Regions from separate parts of the Rattus norvegicus genome. Here region 2 is linked to region 1. A link is a contact called in public Hi-C data. All regions are on one chromosome and are shown on one strand. The core of a region is the stretch at or near the end of the contact, and the rest is flanking DNA. Distances in the headings are between cores, read along the strand shown. Region 1 holds the start of LOC102552068. Region 2 overlaps St8sia5 (ST8 alpha-N-acetyl-neuraminide alpha-2,8-sialyltransferase 5).

Region 1 (6,492 bases), core at 1,159-3,658:
TATACTGTACTTTGATTAAAAGCCTCGTGGAATAATTTGGATTCATTACTGTAAAACGGGTTTGTTCATTTCTCCAGGGAAGCTTACATCCAAAGACGGTTCTCAGAATGGTACCTACTGGTGAGGGAGGATGAACGGGATGAGAAAGGAAACAAGGTGACAGACAGTACTGGAGGGAGGAGTTAGCCAGGGTTAGCCGTTCTATATATCTCCTCCATATGGTTAAACAGTGACAGATCGGAAAACCAATTTAGTTTCCTAGAATTGAAGTGTAACCCGATTCTGAGTGCTTGTCCCTCCTGCTGGGAGATGTTTATCCATCACCTGACTTTTTTCTTTTTTTAAATTTTTTTCCTTATTCATTTTACATCCCACTCACCGCCCTCCTTCCATTCACCGCCTCCCACAACCTAGCATTCTTTAATGCACCTTGCCCTGCTTATGCATACAGAGGGCCAGCCACAGGCCAAGGGCTAACTTTTTTTTTTTTTTGGTTTTTTTTTTCCAGAGCTGGGGACCGAAACCAGGGCCTTGAGCTTCCTAGGCAAGCACTCTACCACTGAGCTAAATCCCCAACCCCAAGGGTTAACGTTTTAACCCTTCTTTCTCTTCCCTGTTCTGCTCTCTAACTGCCTCTAGTTTAGAAGCAGACAGTGGGTTCTGGTTTCTAGAGTAGAGATACCCTCCACAGCTGACTAAGAAGCTTGCATAGTCACTGAGAGGCTCATTCTTGAGGAGGCTGAGGCAGAAGGATGATCACAGGTTGGAAGCAACAGAGCTACAGAGCAAGACCCTGTGGCAAGAAGAGAAAACAAACAAACAAACACAGGTCTTGAAGAAACGGAGAGTGACACTCCGAACCTGCGTCTTGGGACACACAGACTGGCTCCCACTCGCATGTGCAGGTCCTCTGAAGTTCAAGCACTTCGTGCTAGATGAACCGAACCGCTCTAAGCAACTTGTGCTTCGGCCCTCCCAATTGTAGAGCTGTGCTGGAAGACAGGAGGTGAAAGTTCATTAGCGTATGTGACAACTGCGTGTGGATTCTACGCTAATCATATAGTGGCCAGCCCTCCGATCTGGATTATCCAGTGACTGGCTAAAAAGCCTACTCACAGATAGGTACGCTGGATAGAAAGCTTCCCAGGTTCTTCAAAGATGGTACTTAGTATTTCAGCCCCGTGAATGCACACAAGTTGCTATTATTGCTGGCTCCCTAATTATAGCTAAATTGCTAAATGTCAAGATTGAAGGGATTGGAATGTGGGCATTTCCTACCAAAAACATTCTTTTTCTTGATGCGACTCGAGTTTTGTCAAGTTCAAAGTGCGAAGCAGCCCTGACTCTGGAACCTCTGGAGTGGCTAGGAGGTCCTGGGAAGGGCGCCCTAGTTAGTGGATCGCAGCACAAGACCGACTCCCAAGCCTATGCAGTATCGCGAGCCAGAATAGAGGTGGCCTTCTTCAGGTAAGGATCTCTGTGATAGTACGGCTTTCCCATTGCATCTCCGGGGTCGTTTCCCCCAGCTTACACTGAAGCACAGAATGCTCACTGATGAACCCAATGACTTCTTACAGCTTTGGGCAACCATAGTACCCGAAGGCGGACTGCTGTTGACCTACGGTCTATGAATAGTTCCAAGGATGAGACAAAGTCCCAGTGTCTAGATGACAACAGGGTTATTGACAAAAGCCCGCGAGTTGCAGATGATGGGATGGTGAGAGGGTAGAGGCCCGTGGCGGCGGGTGCGCGGTGGGGTGGGGTGGGGGACGGGACGGCTGACCCTGAATTTCTGCTCAGCCAGAGTTGGGAGTCAAGGCCCCAGGGACAGTCTCTCAGTCCATTAGCATGCAGGGGCCGCGCGCGCCGTCCTTGAAGGGCTGCCCGGCTGACCTTGCTCCGCTTTCACCGAGGATTCTCCAGCAGCGCACGAGGACGCGGCTGCCGCGGTGACTCAGTGACCTGCGCACCCCATGCAAATGCTCGTCTCGCCGAGGTTGCTCTGCGGTCTGCGCTCCTCTGAACCCCATGATTCCAACCTGGCCCTTTACGTTATTCCCCTCTCCCTCCCCCACGGCCCAGCGTCCTGTGGTTGCGTCGCCCACCTCGCCTCCGCAGCATCGAAGGCCAACCTTCGCACTCCCAGGCTGCGGGCGCGGGGAGCAGACGCGCTGTCCCCCGGCCGGCCCCACGCGCACGGCGCCCCGAATCCCGAGCCAGCCCAGAGTGGGCGGCGCGTCGGGCTGGGTCTCGGCACAGCCTCGCCGGCCCGGATCCCCATTGGTCGTCACCTCGGCGGGAGGGCGGTCCGGTCCCCGCACCTGCCGTCGCCCCTCCACGGGCAGATTGGCGGCTGCGGGACACCGGCGCCCAGAAGCCGCAGCACGAGAGGGCAGGCCTGAGGCTCATCCGACCTCCACGCGGCGGGCCCTGTCCTTTTGCTGCCGCGGCCGCGACTGCGCCCACGGGAAACTTTGCCCCACCAAGTCCTCTGCCCTCCTGGCCACGCCGTGGCAGTTCGCCTAAGGGCCCCCGGGGGCCCCCCGCACAACGCGCGTGATTGCCGCCCCGCCCCGCACAGTGCGTCCGCGGCGCCCGGCCGCCAGGATGCGCTACGCAGACCCCTCGGCCAACAGGGATTTGTTGGGGAACCGAACTTTGCTCTTCATCTTCATCTGCGCCTTCGCCTTGGTGACCTTGCTCCAGCAGATCCTGTACAGCAAGAGCTACATCAAGAGGTAAGAAAGTCTGAGGGGTGGGATACACCGCGTCCGGAGGTAGCCTTCCCGCGGTCTGCCCTTAGCCCGGACACCTCCGTGTTCTATGGCATCTCTGCTGCCAGCCAGAGGACAGCGCCAGCTGCGTCGCCTGTCCTGGTGCAGTTATGGAGACGTGTGTGTGTGTGTGTGTGTGTGTGTGTGTGTGTGTGTGTGTGTGCGCACGCGCGCGTGTGTGTGAGAACGTGGGCAGCAGCTTGGAATGCCAACCAGCAAAGCTGACCATAAATACATGTGTATGCCCAAAGCTGTGCTGTCCCCAAAACCTACACTTCCGTGGTCATTTGCAGCAGACGGAAAGAAAAAGGCTAGGTTTTTCCTTTTTCTTAGTTCGGCAAGGTGTAGATTTTTATAGGGGACCTTGGAGGCATAAGCTTGTTCTCCCCCCAGGAACTCCCAGCTAGGTGGGGTGGTAGTGTTCCGGTCACGCACAGGTAGAATGAATTCTACAGATCTGTGAGACAACCTGGTCGCCTCCGAGGCAGATGGTTCTTTTGCACCCTTGGCATCAAAGGCAGTAGGCACTGGGTTCTCTCACCGCTTCACCACCCACAGTCAAACTCCTTGAGGAGAAAGGGCAGTACACACCGCTCAGCTCAAAATTCAGACACGGCCTCTGTCTCTGTGTGAGCAACACATAGGGATATGGCAGCTCCGAAGGCTCTGCTGCCTGGTGGAGTTGCGACTAGCTAGCTACCTGCCTGCTTGGAGGCGGGAGTTCTGCTCTGCGTGCTCCCTTGCTAGAGTCTCTGGTAGAAAGGGCCGCTCTCCTCTCTGCCGGAGGCTCCTTCACCACCAGGGCCCATCTCAGCTGACTGCCTTCCAGTCAAATGGATAGGAGTGAAAATTTCTCTTCAGAAGTGTCCCAGTAACAGAATGCTGCCCTTTCTTTTCTCAGCCTTGGGGTCTGCGTTGGTCACATACGCTCCTATTCCGAGCTGTCCAAAGAGTGCGGGGGCGTGAGGGGGGCGTTGCTGCTGGTGATTTGCTCCCAATAGAAAAGCTAAACAGTCTGGCTGGTCCTTCCTTCTGACTCTCTAGAACTGAGGTCTATGAGGCCTCTGGCCTCACACATTCATTTCCAGCCCCTCACTGCTCCCAACTTTCCCAGACACCTTTCTTCCCTAATTGGCACCAGCTCATGTTCTCTGTGTGGCGCTGCTTGCTTTAAAAGCACCCTCCAGTCTTCTGACCTGCTGGATTTGATCAGACCCTCGGAGATGTTCTTGAACTGTCTGCCCTGCAGCCTTGCTGGATCTTAGAACCTGCTTCTTGGTAGGGCAGCTCTCGGTTTCTGCCCCCTGCTGGTAATTCCCCAGAACTGCCTGGACTCCTAGAGCTTCTGGTGGGACAGAATGGAGAGAGACATCAGGGCCATAGTAGGTGCCAGCCACACCACTGCTTGATTGTTTTGGCAAACCCTGCCTGGGTTTGGATGGACGGGTTAGTTGCCCAGAGCTCAGCCAGTGAATTGGTTGCTTCCCATTCTCTATTTCTCAGAGACCCTAACCCTAAACAATGTATAAAACCCTTCAGACCTCACTCCGGGAGTAGTGCTTAACACAGTCAAGCCCGGTGGTGTTCCAACCGGGAAGAGAGTGGAGGGCGGTGCTATAAAGAAGCAGATGATGGAGTCCTGGTGCTCAGTGGGTTTAAAGTCTCTCAGGGGAAACAAACGGCCACAAGTGAGAGGAGAAGTACACGGTAGAGAAGAGTGAGGGATGGGAGCGGCTGGGGAGACTGCCTGGGTGAGGCGGAGCTCTGGGAGGCAGGTAAGTTCTGGACAGCCCATGCACACCTGTAACCGAAGGAAGGAGACAGCAACCCTGAGTACAGGATACAGGCATGGCCTCGTCCTCTCCTGCCTCGCTGGCACCTGACCCCACCTGCACTGCCATGCTTGTCTCCATTTCTGATCTGTCACCAGGCTTCCCTGTCCTGTGTCTTGTGGCAGACTCATTTGCTTATGTGTCCTCTTTCCTCACACATCACAATTGCTCTGAGTTGTCTCCAGGGCAGTGTTTGTTTTGTGTCTGTCTGGAAAGAGCAAAGATCTGCGCTGGAGTTCCCCGAGAAGGCCCTGGGATGCAGATTCCTGGGTCCTTAGGTTGAACTCCCTTCCAGGATCAAACAACTTCTAGGTTGTTGTCTGGAAACCTGTCTTTCTAGCAGGTCCCCCGAGGGATCAGTAGCAAGCTCCACTTGATGCTGTAGGTCAGTAGATGTCTGTCAGGTCAATTTTGCCCTTAGACATTAGAGTAGCCATGTCTTTGGTTACCACATGAGGAGAAGAGATGCTGTTGTCCAGGAGGGAGTGGGTTGAGATGCCCAAAAAATTGCTCTAGGTCCAGAGTGCCTGCACAGCAGAGATATTTCAGCCCCAAATGTCAATGGTGCTGAGGTTGAATGGCACTAGGTCCGAAGCTGTGAGGTAGGGATTATGGTTTGCTTGAGGCTGCATGTGTCACATGTGTATCTGACAATAAGAAGTCATTAATAAATATGGATAGTCAACAAATGATTGAAGGTAGGAGCAGGTGTGTGTGTATGTATGTGTGTGTATGTGTATGTGTGTAGGTGTGTGTGGGCATGTGTGTGTGTATGTGTGTAGGTGTGTGTGGGCATGTGTGTGTGTATGTGTGTAGGTGTGTGTGTGTGTGTGTGTGTGTGTGTGTGAGTACATGCATGGATTTACACTTAGGTAGAGTCGTTGGAAGGGACATAATGAAAGGATGGATCCCACAAGGTGGGCGGGGGCAGCGATGTGTCAAATAACAGACAGAGCTTCGTGGCTTCACTGAAGTGCCTCAGTGTATGTGACTAGTATTGGAGACTGAGGACAGACTGAGCTTGGTTCATACATCATGGGAAGCCACATGTGGTCCTTGATAGGGAAGCAACTTGATAAAAGTGCTCTGAAAGGAAGGGTATCTGGGTATTGTACAGGAAAGCTAGAGAGGGAGGGACACTGGGGGTTTGCTTACAGCCTCTCAGAAGTGGAAGTGTGGCTCAGGAAATTCTGAAGCCCACAGTAGAGACATAAGGGTGGTAAGCTTGTCTGGTGATGCTAGGTGAAGTGGTTACAGCAGGAAGTAGGTGATGTGAGTTGATGTGCATTCATCTGTCCCTCTATCCATTCATCCATCCATCCATCCATCCATCCACCCATCCACCCACCCATCCACCCATCCATCCATCCACCCATCCACCCACCCATCCATCCATCCATCCATCCATCCACCCATCCACCCATCCATCCACCCATCCATCCTCTATCTATCTATCTATCTATCTATCCATCCATCCATCCACCCATCCATCATCCATCATCTATCTATCTATCTATCTATCTATCTATCTATCTATCTATCATCTATCCATCCATCATCGATCATCTATCTATCTATCTATCTATCTATCTATCTATCATCTATCCATCCATCATCGATCATCTATCTATCTATCTATCTATCTATCTATCTATCTATCTATCATCTATCCATCCATCATCGATCATCTATCTATCTATCTATCTATCTATCTATCTATCTATCTATCTATCTATAATCTATCTATCCATCCATCATCTATCTATCTATCTATCTATCTAATTATTTGGTCATAAGAAGAAAGCCCTTCTAATACAGAGCTGCAGCATGGATGAACCCTGGAGCTATCGTGCTAACTGAAATGAGACAGACAAAAGGGCCAGGAA
Region 2 (6,492 bases), core at 1,758-4,257, 34 kb after region 1:
CTGAGGGTCACAGAGAACACTCCTTGGCCATTCTCCTTACCATTCATACCCAAGTCATTGGGTGGCTCCATCACACCACTCCGTAGACTTTGTTCATCCAAATACTGAATCTTAGCACTCCCCTCAGGGTCCATCTCTGCACTACTGCTCAGGTTTCTCTCCCCTACCCCTTGCTTTCAACCTCTTGGTGCCATGCGCCATCTCCTTACACTGCTGAGTTTCTTCTCCTCTCGGAACCCCCTTCTCAGCCAGTGTGAACTTTTAAATCAAATTATGTTGTCCCCTGCCTAAATGCTTTTCAAACTCCTGACCCATGACCCAGCCCTTCTGATGCTACCACCCTGTTCCAGTCATCCTGGCTGCCGTCATACCGCAGCTGGCTAGCTCTTGCTGTATAAACTGGTCGCACATCTGCCCAGGGCTGCATCCCTCCCTCTGCTCACTGTCTGGAGACACCTTCACTAACCTGGTCGTCTCAGAGTCCCTCTAGTTTCCTACCTGCATTGCTTCTGCAGCACTCATTCTGCTATGTTGAGAAGCACCTCGAGGGAGGAGCCTTGGCCTGGCTAGTTGATCACTACTAAGGTAGAAATAGCCTGACACGCAAGGGAGGCTCAACAAGCATTCAGTGAGGAAGAGATAAGCCTTCCTGACCCCTGAGGGGTACAGGCAGGCCACGAGGAATCATGTTTAAGTCATTTCTAGGGGAGGTGGAGATGTGCCCAGTGGGTGTTGGCACAGAGAGGGGAGGGCAGGAAGGTGGCCTGGAGATGCTGACCAGGTAGATCTCTGAATGAAGTAAGTAGGAAAACATCTCAGAGCCAGAGTCAGACACCAGGGAAACAGGCAGAGCGAATTACAGCCTGTGCTGGGGCGGAGACCAGGGCCACTACCGAGGCAAAGATCTGGAGGGATAAAGGAGAAGGAGATGACTTGGGTGCAGCTCTGGGCTTAGCACAAGGAGATGGTGACCAAAGCCCAGTAGGGTCAGTGAGACCTCCAACCAGGGGCCATGTTAAGCAGTCAGAGCTAAGCTGGACCTCAGGAATGCTGTCAGGGTCCCCTGGACTGGCTTAGAAGAGGTTACCTTACAGGGACTGTGCTGGCCGCCAGGTCAAGGGCTGCAGCTGGGGAAGGGATTATGGGATGGAGTCTCTGAATTTGTTATTGCTCCTTACCTACCCAGACCCCAACCAAGGGGAGCGGTGACAGTGCAGACTTTGCAAAGTGGTGTGGTAGAACAGACTGACCATGGGGATATCCAGAACTAATTCCAGAACAGCAAAATGTAAGCTTTTATTTATTTAGTTTATTCGTTTATTATTTTTGCAGTGTTAGGGTTTAAATGTAGGACTTTGCCCATGCTAAGCAACTACTCAACCATCCACCTACACTCACAGCCTGCTTTTACCTTAATTAAAAAAAAAATAACATTCAAGATAGATCCTTCCTAAGCGTCCCCAGCTGGCCTTGAAGTGACTCTAGCCCATGTAGGCCTTGAACTTGTGGTCCTCCTGCTTCAGCCTCCCCCAGAGCTGGGTTTATAAGTCTGTGCCACCAGGTCCATGTCACTAAGCCTGCTGCCTGTTAATATTTAGACCTTTTAGCTCTGGTGACTCCTGGCATAGGGAAACCACACCTCAGAGAGAACAGGTTAAGTCAAAGATTGCTGAGCAGACATGGAGGGCCCCCGGCAATGCCTCCTCCCAGCAGTCACAGCCTTTGGCGGCTGGTGGTAGGGAGCCCTGAGTCCCTCTGCACCTATCCGGGGGCACTTACAGCCCTGGTACTTGTCAGTCTGCAGCTCTCCGACTGCTTTCTGCTGATGGGGCGTGTGCTCGCTCCAGACAGCAGCTGTTCTTGTGCTGGAAATAGCACGGATCTCGCTGAAGGGCTGTCGCCTTTGGGAGAGAAGGGGGCTGCTTATTGACAAAGCCCCCAGGGAGCCGTCGCTGTCAGAGTTGGCGAGGGGCGACTGCTGAAGTGATGGAGACCCTGGGGTTCTGGGCGCTTGGAAGCCTGAGCTTTCCTCTCTGTCGTAAGGAGATGACTTGGGTGCAGCTAGGGTGCTGGGTGACCTTGGGCATGTGGCATTGCTGACTGCAGCCTGAATTTCACCAAGTCTCATTGGGCTACTAAGAGAATTAAACAAGGCGGTTTAAGGGTCTAGGAGGAGGAGGCTGCCTCGCACAGCTGGCCAGGATGAGAGTCAGCTGGGGTTGAAACTCGGCCCGCCCTCACTCTGACAGCCCATGTTGCCAGTATGTGGCTTAATGAATGGGGTTGGAGGACTTGCTAATGCCCTGCACAGAGGTGCATACGGGCTAGTGGTGTTTCCACCACAGTGGAATCACTCTACGGTTCTCTCGGAATGCCTAGGCAGGACAATACGAAAAGGGTCCAGACTGGTAGGCTGTGCCAGCTTCCCTTCCTCCTGCCCCTGGCAGTTGGTGAAGTCTACCAATTCTGTTCTTACGTGGCACAGGGGACCTCCCCAGGGCTTCTGGGTTCTTAGACACCACTAGCGACTGCAGCTGGTGGGATGTGCTTAGAAAGAAAACGCAGTGGCCCCATCTCACGCCAAACCAGTGGTTTACCAAGGGCCTGGAGTTACGGGACCACCCTAGGCAGAAGATGCCACTCTGGAAGAGGGAATGAGCAGGGAGGGACCTCTGTGGGTAAATCTGTAAGGAAAGGGATGGTTGGAACAGATTAGCTGGCCAGCTCTACCCTGCTCAGAGGGGCCTCCTCTCACAAAGCTGGAGTTGTCTACCATGTAGTTGAGGGAAGGAAAGATCCCCCACCCAGTGCCCTCCAGGCCTTCTTCATTGGTCCTCTCATAGCGGAGGTTGCCACCTGATGACGGGGTGGCTGGAGCTGGCCAGCCCAGCCCCTCAAGGTCCCCGAGGGCACAGGGAGAGACAGGATGGACGCAGCCTAGAGCCAGCGTCAGCTTGATCGCTGGGAGTCAAATGGTGTTGGAGAGGAGCTCGGCTTCTGACACGGCTCTCGGGCTATTTATACCCGCCGATGCCAATCGTGGTGCCAGGCCCCCCTCCTTTGAGCTGAGTAGAGATAGTCTTTCCGGAACGGAAAGAAGAGCTGGTGACTCACTTGCTTACCAAGCCCGAGAAGGCGGAGGGATGCTCTGGTGAGATTCCTCATGCACAAGCCAAGCCGGCGCTATTTATAGGGGGGTCTGCGACTTAGAAAGCAAAGAGCGTTTATCAGCAACTTCCAATAGTAAAAGAACCATAATGCCCCTGTGGGAAGCAACACTGAAAATGCATCTTAAGAGCTGTCTTCATCTCAGAACTCTGAGAGATACCACTAACATCTCACTGCAAGCCATCCCCTCCCCAGGGACATCAGGTCACCGTCCAGCCCTTGCACATTTCACCTCTCACTCTCATGCATGCTTTTTCCCTAACACACAAGTATGTAAGCATCGCCTCCATGGATCCGGCGTGCTCCCAGTTTGCACACCTTCCTCTAGACCTGCCCCTCAGGCTTCCTGTCCCGGGAAGGATCTGCGGGGGAGTGTCCCCCTGTGGAATTACACGTCATTGATGCATCATCAGTAGAGACCAGGCTGGGACAGCGCACCACCAAAATCAGACCTCCTCAGGGGTAGGAGAAAGAAGCAAGAGCTGTTCATTTCCTTTTCCCGATGGCAAAACGGAGATTTCAGATAGTCATGGGGCAGTTTGGATGAGGTGGCCAGGGGTGTTTCAGGGGCCATGGAGCATGTGTTAAGTAGAAGAGAGAGAGTCTGAGAATGGCTCTGTTTTGGTTGTATTGTATGACAGAGGCATCCCTAGGCTAGTCTGTCATAGTCTCTAGGAACCCTGAGGGGGACAGTCCCTGTAGGGTGGGCAGGGCCCAGGGGTCAAGGTTTCAGAAACACTTTTTTTTTGAATTAGGGTCTCACTGTGTACCCTGGCTGGGCTGGAACTCAGAGATCCCTCTGCCTCCCATATGCCGGGATCAAAGTGTGTGCCACCGTACCCAGCAATAACACAGTCCTCAAACCTGTGGTGCCTAGCAGGGGCAGGGCGACCAAGGACATCTCACACTCAGGCAGGACTTGGCATGGGATGTAGCCATCAGGAGGCAGAAGGAGGTTTAGTGAGCTCAGCAGAAGGCAGTGTCACCAGAGCAGATGGTAGAGAGAAACTTCAGTGTTCTTCATTCCCGACTCTGCTCTGCTATCGACCAGCTGAGCGGAGAGAAGGGAGTGTGGCACTCCCTGGGTCTCCCCATGGTATCGTGGTATCGGCTGGCAGCAGTTGCCCTTCAAAGGCAGGGCAGTGGGGGTGAGCACTTCTCACACTCCCTGTGTGTTAAGCTTTCCTGGAAGCGTCAATGGTGTCATGTCAACTGTACTGACTGGATGCTGAGGCTGGAGGTGACACAGCTAAAATGGCCAACGTGGTTCATTCATGCTACTGACACAGAACACACAGACTGGGGTGCTTATAAGCAATGGACATTTATTTCCAACTTTATTTCCAGAGTCCGAATTTCAAGACAGCTCTGCTTCCTGGTTCATAGGCCGTGTCTTCTTCCCATATCCTCATGTATTTGAGGGGACAAAGTGTCTCAGTCCTATCTTATTAGGATTTCATAAGTGTTCCACCTTATAGATATAGGGTGGAAAAAACAAAGGACTTCTCTCTTAATTCCATCACTTCGATTTATTAATGGCTTCCAAGTTGTGATCCAGCTTGTTCAACAATGGACAGTCCAAGAAACTGGGAGTTGTTCAGTTCACAAGGCCAGATGTCTCAGCTGGTCTCCAGGACACATCGGAATCACAAAGAAGACTCTAATGCCAGTGAGCTGGGGCATCCAGGAACAGAGCAAAACTTTCCTTCTTCCATGTTGTTAACATATACCATGTCCTGGTCAGGGTTGCTATCGCTGTGATGAAACGCCATGACCAAAAGGAAAGTGATGGACTTCCATAACATAGTCCATCACTGAGGAAATCAGGGTAGGAATTCACACAGGGCTGGAACCTGGCAGCAAAGAGCCAATAGAGAGGCCATGGATGGGGGTGCTACTTACTGACTTGTTCCTTTCCCTATAAATCTATGTAAGAGTGATTACTAATAACCATACAATAGCCAATACAATACATGGCTGCCTTGACAGCTCTTCTGCTGCTTTCATTAATCACAATCTCTTAGATTTATTTTCAGACAGATATTTTCGGACAAGGGCAGAAAGAAGCCACATTCTTCTTAGTAATGTTCTTCTTCTTCTCTGAAACCTCTTGAGCTCAGCCATCATAATCTACATCTCTCTCAGCAGCATTATCTCCCATACTCCTGTGGGGTGATCCCATAAACCCCACTCAAAGTGGTCAGCTGCTTTTCCAGGTCAAAGTCCCCAAATATTCCACATTCCTACAACAAACATCAGAGTCAGGCTTGTCACAGCAATACCCCACTCCTGGTACTAACTTCTGTCTTAGTCATTGTTCTACTGCTGTGAAGAAACTCCATGATCAGGGCAGCTCTTATAAAAGAAAACATTTAATTGGGTTTAATCCCTTATCATTATGGTGGGGAGGCTGGTGGCATGCAGGCAGGTACTGGAGCAGTAGCTGGGAGCTAAATCTTGAGAGAGAGAGAGAGAGAGAGAGAGAGAGAGAGAGAGAGAGAGAGAGAGAGAGCGCTCTGGATTTATTATGGGCTTTTGAAACCTCAAAGCTCATTTTTAGTAACACACTTCCTCCAACAAGGCTTCATCTCCTAATACTTCTAATCCTTTCAAATAACCTCACTCCCTGTTGACTAAGCATTCAAATATCTATGAGCCTATGGGGGCCATTCTTATTCAAGCAACCACATTTTACTCCCTGGACCCCATAGGCTTGTATTCATAACATACTGCAAAATATGCATTCAGTCCAATTTCAAAAGTCCCCATAGTCTACCACAGTCTCAACATTGTTTAAAAGTTCAAAGTCCCTTTGCAGACTCAAGGCAATCTCTTAACTATAACCCCTTATAAAGTGAAAATAATAATAATAATAATAATAATAATAATAATAATAATAATGCAGATCATATACTTCCATCACAAAATGGTACAGGATGAATACATTGCCATCCAAAAAAGAGGAAAGGGAATGTAGTAAGGAAATATTGGAGCAAAGCAAGACTTAAAACCAATAGGGCAAACTCCAAATTCTGCATCTCCATGTCTGATGTCAAAGTGCTCTTCAGATCTCCAATTCCATTTCTCTCTCTTGCACCCAATCTGCAGCTCTCCTTGGCAGGTATCCCACAACTCTGGAATCCCCAACGTCCCAGGCTTCACCTTTGCAGCTTCACAAAATGGCCTCTCCAGGCCTCCCTGAAGGGACACCCCTAACACATGCCCGGCCTAAGCAACTTTCCTTAGCCATGGAAGGAGATTCCACAAGCCCCCTTTTTATATCCTTGACTCTAAAGCCAGAGCCACACTGCTGGAGCTGCCAAG

What was found. A called contact is a pair of places that touch in the nucleus more often than the background predicts.
Region 2: a contact with region 1 is called in a Hi-C map of psoas muscle, with 2.0 times the contacts expected there. The contact joins the enhancer-like site here to the promoter of LOC102552068 in region 1. A contact is called at or near these places in 2 of 12 Hi-C or Micro-C datasets (frontal cortex and psoas muscle).

What each region holds. Positions count from the first base shown.
Region 1 is chr18:73,009,250-73,015,741 of GRCr8, forward strand. LOC102552068 reads right to left here and starts at 2,409. Exons shown (of 3, transcript XM_039097294.2): 1 at 2,106-2,409; 2 at 862-992. The coding sequence starts at 2,409. It overlaps St8sia5 (ST8 alpha-N-acetyl-neuraminide alpha-2,8-sialyltransferase 5), which reads left to right and starts at 2,338. Exons shown (of 8, transcript NM_001413108.1): 1 at 2,338-2,738. The coding sequence starts at 2,608.
Region 2 is chr18:73,042,259-73,048,750 of GRCr8, forward strand. All of the region lies in intron 2 of St8sia5 (ST8 alpha-N-acetyl-neuraminide alpha-2,8-sialyltransferase 5), which reads left to right. Among named protein-coding and RNA genes, the nearest start is that of St8sia5, 34 kb to the left of the region's middle. Within about 2 kb of position 3,008, at least 26 of the 93 cell types and tissues checked have an H3K27ac peak or open chromatin away from gene starts, as enhancers often do.